Linked DNA regions of Mus musculus: region 1 is linked to region 2. A link is a contact called in public promoter capture Hi-C data. All regions are on one chromosome and are shown on one strand. Each heading gives the region's core, a stretch centred on a gene start, on an enhancer-like site or on the middle of the called end of the contact. The rest is flanking DNA. Distances are from core to core; before and after follow the strand shown.

What was found. Promoter capture Hi-C pulls out the DNA fragments that hold promoters and counts their contacts.
Region 1: a contact with region 2 is called in a promoter capture Hi-C map of second pharyngeal arch cranial neural crest, with 6 times the contacts expected there. The contact joins the enhancer-like site here to the promoter of Tmem106b in region 2. A contact is called at or near these places in 9 of 39 promoter capture datasets (the 3T3-L1 cell line, cranial neural crest, embryonic stem cells and 5 more), 2 of 484 Hi-C or Micro-C datasets (both in cortical neurons), 6 of 115 datasets of contacts at active chromatin or transcription factors (cardiomyocytes, embryonic basal ganglia, embryonic stem cells and 3 more) and 1 of 9 other capture datasets (adipose tissue).

What each region holds. Positions count from the first base shown.
Region 1 is chr6:12,335,259-12,339,629 of GRCm38.p6, reverse strand. It overlaps Thsd7a (thrombospondin, type I, domain containing 7A), which reads left to right. Exons shown (of 28, transcript NM_001164805.1): 18 at 905-1,049; 19 at 2,263-2,378. Among named protein-coding and RNA genes, the nearest start is that of Gm38583, 99 kb to the left of the region's middle. Within about 2 kb of position 2,194, at least 7 of the 459 cell types and tissues checked have an H3K27ac peak or open chromatin away from gene starts, as enhancers often do. A contact at or near this core is called in embryonic basal ganglia and second pharyngeal arch cranial neural crest, where this site is marked.
Region 2 is chr6:13,067,133-13,071,700 of GRCm38.p6, reverse strand. It overlaps Tmem106b (transmembrane protein 106B), which reads right to left and starts at 1,942. Exons shown (of 9, transcript NM_027992.3): 1 at 1,741-1,942; 2 at 1,287-1,393.

The DNA.
Region 1 (4,371 bases), core at 945-3,444, 730 kb after region 2:
AATGTAACAAGTAGTAATTTATATTATGTTTATGAGAAGACAATGGACACAAATTCTAAATATGAGACTCTTAAAGGTGTACACATTATAGTTTATGTATTATACTTACACTTATTATAGGCAAATACACAAATTAGAATTAAAATAATTACCAATTTCCATTATTTTATTGGAAATAAATGTGTTACTACTTCTAGGTTTTCTTGCTTTCATCCCCCAGTATAGGGGAATGCCAATGCCAAGAAGTGGGAGTGGGTGGGTTGGGGAGCAGGGTGAAAGGGAAGAGGATAGGGGATTTTTGGACAGGAAAATAGGAAAGGGGATAACATTTGGAATGTAATTAAATAAAATATCTAATAAAAGAAATAAATGATTTAAGAGACCAAAACATCCTAAGTAATGAAAGAAACAACTACTCTTTGATTCAGCCCTTAATATACTTATTATATCATGTATAAAATATTTGAATTTTAGTTAATTCATTAATGTACTATTATATGTACTTTTATGAATTCAGAATTTTATATATATATATATATATATATATATATATATATATACACACACACACACACACATTTTACATCAGTCAGGATTATTATACCTCAGAGTTTTTTGAGAAAGACCTGTGTGACTAAGTTGTGAATAATTGACATGACTGTCTAAGAAAATTGCTAATTTTTTTGTAAGTAATGGTGTTTTGATGAAGGATACTGCATAGGGGAGTAACATTAAGCCAAAGAAATCTTAAGGGAGCAAAATTTCTCTAGAAGGATGGAGTTTCACTACTGAAAACCATGTGGGATAGCTACTTGAGACATGTGTGTGAGGTGATGATGAATCAGAATATACACAATAATATGTAAGTTTACCTTTCTTAAAAACTGGTATTGTTCTCTGTAAGCCTTGCAATCCAAGTGGTTCGAGGCAAAGGTCAGCCGATCCCATCAGACAGCCTGCTGATGAAGGAAGAGCCTGCCCTGATGCTGTGGAGAAAGAGCCCTGTAGCCTGAACAAAAATTGTTACCACTATGACTATAATGTCACAGGTAAAGCACCTCATCGTGTCCTTATACATTCTGATGCTTCTTCCAGTAGGAATCGACTCCAGACATTCTCAAATCCCAGGCCAGCTCTACCTGTGTGCCATTTAGACACAGTTTAAACTCTGAGACATAATCAGTGTCACATGACAGAAGTAGTCATCTGTTTTACTTTTTTTTAGAAATCATCAAAATAAAAAGAATAAAAGTGTGCAAAGACTATATTTATGAAGTATGTGATAAATACTCAAAATGATCTTTTTTAAAATCTCCTATTTTGAGATTATGGAAAATATTTTCTTTTTTATCAGATATTTGATTGTTACATATACATAAATAATTCTTGAGACACTGGAACATTTGTGAACATTGACATGATATAAAATGTCCATAGTCTTAAAAATAATTATCAGAAAAGTAGACTTGTGATAAATTGCATTTATTTCTTAAATTTCAGTTAATATCATCAAAATATACACATCAACAATATTTTATTGGTTCATATGGTTTGGTACAATGTTGAAGCTAACTTGGATTTTTTTCCTAGTAATGTTTATGTTGAAAAAAAGCTCAAGAAATTGAAGAAAGACACATAGCAGTTGCACTGGCTTATGTCTCTTAGTTTTCTCTACAATTTGCTTTGATGCCACAAAGGAAATCAAAGTTCTCTAGGGTACATTGTACTATCCTGGAGAAAGATGAAAAAATGGTTTTAGGAAAAGATACAAAATAAGAGAATTTAATAAATATGCTGAATTTATTTACAAAATGAGTTTGTACTTTTAAAGACTTTTACTTCCTGCAAATGAATGAAGTACATAGTATTAATATAACTACATAGAGCACCATCCATTAAAATTATTTTGCTAAAAGATGCATAATTGTACATTTTTATTTCTATTCTTCTTTTAAAAGTTTTGACATGGTATTGATCTGTGCGACCAAGTCATTTTTACAATATCACTAAATAGCTAGCTGTCAAGACTGTCGAGTAGACATCTGCCTCAAAAAATAATCCCCACCGCTATGTGCAACCTCAGCAATTTCATTTGACTCCTAATATGTTCAAATCTGGGACCCATATGCTCTGCATGTGGGATGATTGATTGAGGGGCTTAGGAAGCAGTTGTGAATTAGGCATGGGATTCAGGTCATCAGAGTTTCATCTGACGTCTGTTACATGCACCGCCTTCTGTTCTGATGGGTCTTTTTCATTCAGACTGGAGTACGTGTCAGCTGAGCGAGAAGGCAGTTTGTGGGAATGGCATTAAAACAAGGATGTTGGACTGTGTTCGAAGTGATGGCAAGTCCGTTGACCTAAAGTACTGTGAAGAGGTGGGTGAGTGTTGAGTTAAATCTTTGAAGGAATTCTTCCCTGATAATTTGAATTCACATGGAGCCAAGTGGCATTTGCTCCACCCACTTGCATGGGCAACAGCTGTTTTCACAGGCTGTCTAGTGCCCTCTTGAAAAGAGACAGTATCCACGCTACCGATTTCCACAGATAATTTCCTGTACTTTGTTCTGCTTGGAGCCCTGAGGTATGCTAATTAGCCAATTCTGGAAAAAAATGCTTAGGAAACAATAAGCAATCAAGGTGAATAAAAGCAATAAATCTTAATCAGACCATTCATCATCTTTTGTAATTTGATGTGATTTGGGTGCAGAGCTTGGATACCTGCCAAGATGCATCATTTATTCTTTTTGTTGCTAAACATTGATCACATGCAGTTTCAGAGCAGATTTTGATATGAAGATCTGATACCCAGCTGTGAAAATCTAAGTACTTAGGTCTCAGGTCTGGATAAGAGAGCTCAGTGCTCCAGCAAAGCAGTGAAGTCTGTCACTAATAGCTTTAAGGCTCAGAGATGTCGTTTATAGTTAATCGTCAAAGCAAAGTAATGCTATGATTCTTAGCTCCGGCGTTCTGGGCAGCAGAGATACGTGGCATTGGCCTTTCTCTTTTTCATGAAGCTACACCTTGCATGGAAGAGATTTCTGTCTGATTTTTCACACCACAAAGGCAATGACGTTCCTGTCCTTTCACTCCCTGTGCTTCTGATATGCACAGGGTCATTTTTCAGACCAAAATAAGCAAGAGCTTCAGTAGATGTGAAACAGAATTTTCTTAACTCTCAAGGGAAAGAAAGCCACCAGTGGAAACTACTTGAACCCACTTAGTGCCGTTGTCAATGTGCATGTAACTTTAACTTCCTCACATCTCTGTCTATAGGGATGGACTTCTAGAGGCTCTGAAAACATTGCTTTGTTTAGACAATAAATGTCTCCCTGTAAAATCTTGTTTACCAACCTATTTATATGTTAAATTAAAGTAAGTTAAAATCAGGTTTTTTTAATATTATAATTTAAGCAATATAACCAACAGTAAATAACAATTTTGTGCTTGAAGATGATTACAACAAAAACTAACATCCCGGAGAATGGTAGGTGATCCTGCTCGGGGTGATTAGTGTAGTCTCTGGCAAACACCCAGGAAAATTTCCTCCTTACAAGAATGTGAAATGAGACTGCTTTAGTAGTAAAGCCCAATGCATTCAGGACTCTTTTAAATTGCTTCTTTTGCTTTGTGAATTTTGCAGGGACAACTGCAGGTTCAGATCCTAACACCCTAGCAAATGCTGTCTTCAGGGAAAACTAAGCTGCTCTCTGTGGGAATTAAACAACACACATACCATTTTATGCATCCCTATGAGTCCAGCTGGATGCTCAGACCACCTACCTACCAACCCCTGTGCAAACCCTGTATTCAGTTCAGCAGCAGTAGGTAGCTCTTGCTGCTTCTCTAATGGCCACAAAGAAATGTGTCATTAGTGCCCTACAAAGAGGAAAATTAGGGTTAAATCCACTAACATTCCCGTCACTCTCCTTCCTCAATATACCGTGTTTCCTTCCCATGGTCTCTCGTCTAATTTCATAGTCTATATCCATTCTCATAACAGCACATTTACATATTGTACAGATACTAAAAATTTAAATTACTTTTTCATAGAAAGCAAAAAGGAATGGCAGTTCTGAGAATTACCAATAAAAATTGTTATTCTCTGCTATAATATTAATACTTTTTTTTAATGCTTCCTCATACCTTTGATTTCACTTTAGATGTTGGAATGGAATATATCACCTGTGAACTTGAAATTCTTTCTTATATATACTTCAAAACTGTAACATGTAAATCACAATGACAGGATCAAAATACAAATAAAATGATACATTATGAGAGGCCATACACATAAATAAATAATAAATAAATAAATAAGTTACAGCAGAGTTAATGAGATAAACCTGAGAATAGAAATTCTTCATAAGC
Region 2 (4,568 bases), core at 693-3,192:
AAAAAGAGTCTCAGACCCTATGGGATATATTTACAGGGTTAGGCAAATGCAAATTACTTGTAGGATTAAAATTATGTTCAACCAAAGTAATGTCTGATACAAGGAAACCATTTGTAGCATTCAGAAAGTACTTTTCTAACAGAACATTATGAAACCAAATCCTGTAAGACTTGTAATGTGAACAATGTTTAAAATGGTAACAGTTGGCAAAAGTTTACAGTGTCAATGGAGATGCTAGGCTTTCTTAGCATGTTCAAAACAGAAATATGGTTTTAGTTTTTTGTAGAGAAAAACATATTTTAACTATAAACCAGTTGGCACTGCAGGTGAACTTGTTGGCCTGTTACAACAGATATGTATATCACCAGCTAACTTCAAAGTGACTCATTTCACTCACTTAAATTCATACTCCTTTAGTTGTCAATAAAACCCTAGAAGTACATGACTGAAAAGAACATGAAAAGCCACATAATACAACATGCCGGTTTTCTGAGAGACAAAATAATAGAAAAAGCAAACAAAAATTTTAAATGGTACAATTCCATTCTCCCTGCGGTTATCCATCACTTATCAGATTCAAAATACGAACTACACAATCACAGATACTACTTTTAATTTAATATTTTTCATTAAAAAATAAAATGATACTAAGTGATTCAGGTCACCCCAGATGAAGGAAATTCATATCTGCTTTTCAAAATCTGAATGCTACTTGTTGAATTCACTCACTGTGTAGACAGCAATATTAAATTTAAAAACTTGAGTCATATAGAAAAGGAGTAAAAAAAAATGAATAAATATACTTTCAGAAGTTCTGTGTACACACTGTGTACCATAGCTCAGAAATATCAGTGATTGTGACTTACACACACACAGTATCTTACTGTGGCTCAATGACAGCGAGTCAGAGCCAAGCCAACACTTGGCAGCCACAGGTGCACAGGGGTGAATTGTAATCAGTACCGGCTCCTTACACTGTGACCTTGGAAGCTTTGGAGTACACAGGGTGGTTTAGAATCAGCTGACACTAGACAACACGTGGTGTCATCACAGGGGTGAAAACTGTGTCCCACAAATGGGAGCCTTTATGGCAAAAGGCTAGGGACAGCTAAGTGGTTCTGGTCTCCGCTGGCTGCCTTACTCAGACCCACAGTAACCTTGACATATTCTGCTGAAGGTGGGTTTGGGTACACACCAGATTAAGCAGTCACTTGAATCCTAGCCTTCTTGCTTAGCTTTTCTTGAGGCTATTGACAAGTGTAACCCCTGTCATTTTGGAAACTTACTTGAGGTTTTTAAAGGGAGTGGTAGATCCCCTTCGTCTCCTCCCCGGGCTCTCAATGTTTATACCGCGGTCTTGTGAACTCAACACGGTTCTCAGATGCTCTAGAAACTGGGAAAAAGATAAATTCAGCAGCGCATGCAACTGAGATGTGTCACCTGTTTGTGTGCAGACCTGGGGTTAGTTCTGAGGGGCTCAAGGGAGACGGAAACGAGCGCTTTTCAAAGGGCATCACAGGCAAACAAACCCCCGGAAGAAATCAACATCCGAGTCACCTTGCAACTACAACTGTCAAGCCCCAGAGCTACTCGGCCGCTCAGATCAAGGGCCCTGGCGCCGCCCGAGCCACCCCGGGAGCGAAGCCAAGGCCCCCGCGGTGACAACCCCGCACCCGGCTCGCCGCGGCCTCCCTCACCGCTCGGGCAGGGGACGTGGGCCCCACGGCCCGGGTCGCTCACCCGCACGCGGAGTGCTGCGCGGTCCCGGGATGCTCCGGTGCGTGCGGGCCGCAGGACAGGGTCACAGCGTCCCGGTCCCGGGGCCGGGCCGAGCGCCGGTAGAGTGCAGCCGGGAGAGCTGCGGGGGAGGGGTAGCACAACAACTGCATCAGCTGAGCTCCGTACCGGGAGAGCCTGCGCGTGCGCTTGCGCAGTTCGCCCCAGGAAGGAGGGGCTAGGCCCTGGAATGGACACTACGCATGCGCACTGTCACCGGTTTGAAGGGAAGTTGCCAGGGTGAAAGCTTCTGGTTTTGTCACCTGTCTCTTCTCTAGACTGGAAAGTTTCAAAATAGTACTAATTGCGCCTGGCTTACGAATAATCGGTTTTCCCTTTTCCCCTCCACCAGGCTGATTCCTTTTGTAAAGGGGAGGAATGTGCACCGTCGCAATTTTGAGCGATCGTGTTCTCAAGTCTAGATTTGCAGACACAAAACTTCCTTCCTGGGGTTAGAATGAGCCGGTTGGTGCACATTTCTGGCAGAGTTGCAGGCCAGAATTTTGTTATTGAGTTTTCATTTAGAAATTAATGTCACCGGGAAGACGCACCCCCGCCCCCGCCTTGGTTTAATCTTGTTTTGATTTTGTACTTAAATTCACATTATTCAGTGCATGCAATAAGAGTTGTACCCCAAAGCTCATGACCAAGTGAGTTGTTAAAGGAGTGTCCCAATCCATGCACCTCATTGTCCAGTCATAATTTACAGTGAGTTGAGGCTACAGTGGCTCATTTTAGTGGCTCGCCAGTGTTATAGTCAAAGGTTGTTATGACCTCTTTTCTGTCTTCCTGATAATCAAGATGTATTAAGTGGCTCATAAGATTCCTGGATGGGATTATAATAAGATAAAATTGAAAGCAAGAACAGATGCGGTTGCTAAAGGAGTTTAATAGCTTCCCTATAAATGGGGTTTCTGGTGAAATTCCTAGAAAATTAACAGAGTTATAACTGGGAAGTAAGCATCTCTTAATTGTGTTTTTTTTTTTTTTTCTTTTTCTTTTTTTTTTTTTTTTTTTTCCTTCTCTACTGGAAAAAAGCAACTGCACTGGGCGAGGAGCTCCCAATTTTGTCCCGCTCTTCTAAACTGCCTTGTATGTATTTGGAAAGTATTTTGATTTATGACCATCTTCTATGTATATAAAAGTTTCATGAAATTGTTATCACATTGGGACATTGGTATTTGGAATAGCCCAAGTCTTTGTTTTCAGGTCATGGTTCCTCATATTGGCTTTAGAATAAACTCTTTGTCCTTTTGAGGTGAGAGCTGTGTATTTTCCATCTACATAAGCAGGATGTTTTAAGACTATTTAAAACATTCACCTCCTTAGGTCCGGCAATTTCACTCTGTGAGATTCATCCTAAATTATAATGAGAATTCTAAAGTAAAGTTGTGTGCAGTGTGTAACCAGTTTCTTAGGATTTCAATAGAGTTAACAATAGCTTCGAAGTAGACCATGGCAACTCTTATAAAGAATACATTTATTTGGGGTTGGCTTACAGTTTCAGAGGTTTAGCCCGTTATGCTCCTGGCAGGAAACATGGCAGCAACCAGGCAGACATGATACTGGAGGAGCTTAGAGTTCGACATCAGAGACAGCAGGGAAGTGAATTAGCTCCTTAGACCCCAAGGCCCTCTCCCTAGTCAGCACCTCCTCCATTTAAGCCACACCCTCCCTAATAGTGCTACTCCCTTTGGGCCAATCCTTCACACTCAGGGTCCAGAGGCTGTTCCTATTCAAACCACTGCAAGGAAACTAAATACACATAAACTAAATACCTGATTAAGTCACACCAGCAGTGCACTTGATAAAATGATTGCTTTTGAGATGTGGTTCCTTGGGTTGCACACTAGTTGCCCTAAAACTTGCTGTGAGAACAGCCTTCCTTCCCTTCAATAAGATCCAATATGAAGCCCACTTGATGTGTATTAAAAGGCATTTAAACATAGAGTTTAAGCATAGACTTAAATAGAAATGAAAGGGACTCAGAGAATGTATAAATCTCATCTGAGAACATGGCTGTGGGCTCCTCAAGAGAGAATCACACTTCATTGTCTTTATAGTAGCCACACATACATTTTGGGGTGGGTTTTCAGTAATCTTTAAAGGTTCATTAAGGAACGTAAATGGGATTAGAGCTCCTGTGGAGTCTTGAATAGGATTACAACTCACAATGTAAAGCGACCTAGGGGTGCAGAAAGTTAAGATAAAAGTTTACCAAAAAAAAAAAAAAAAAAAAAAAAAAAAAAAAAAGACACGTTTGTGAAAGCTTCTTAAAATATCAAGGACTGAGAACATACATGATGTCTTATGCACTCTTTCTATTGGGTGTTTTGTTTTTGTTGTTATTTTTACAGTTTTAAAATGAGTATTGTTTCTATGTCTGCAACATCACAGTAAGTGTTAATTATGCTGGAATCCTTAACTCTCAACTGAAGACAGACTCCAACTAGCCTCCAGAGTAAGGGTCTTTTCCCCCACCTCCATAATTACACCTGTCTTTCTATATTATTTTTCTATAGTGCCTCAGTTACATGCTCATACACTGTGATGGTTTTATTATGCTATGTTTAGGTATGGCCCCCATAGATTCATATGTTTGGACAAGCCTATGGGGGCCAGGAAGCAGAATGTGATGGTGTGTATATGCTCTGCCCAAGGAGTGGCACGATTAGAAGGTATGGCCCTGTTGGAGCTTGTTTTAAAAGGTTGTAAGTATAGCAGCTGTTAGTGTTGGCATTTTGTCAGGCTCTGCCCCGCAGTTACCTGTTGCCAGGTGTGCCTGACTCTAT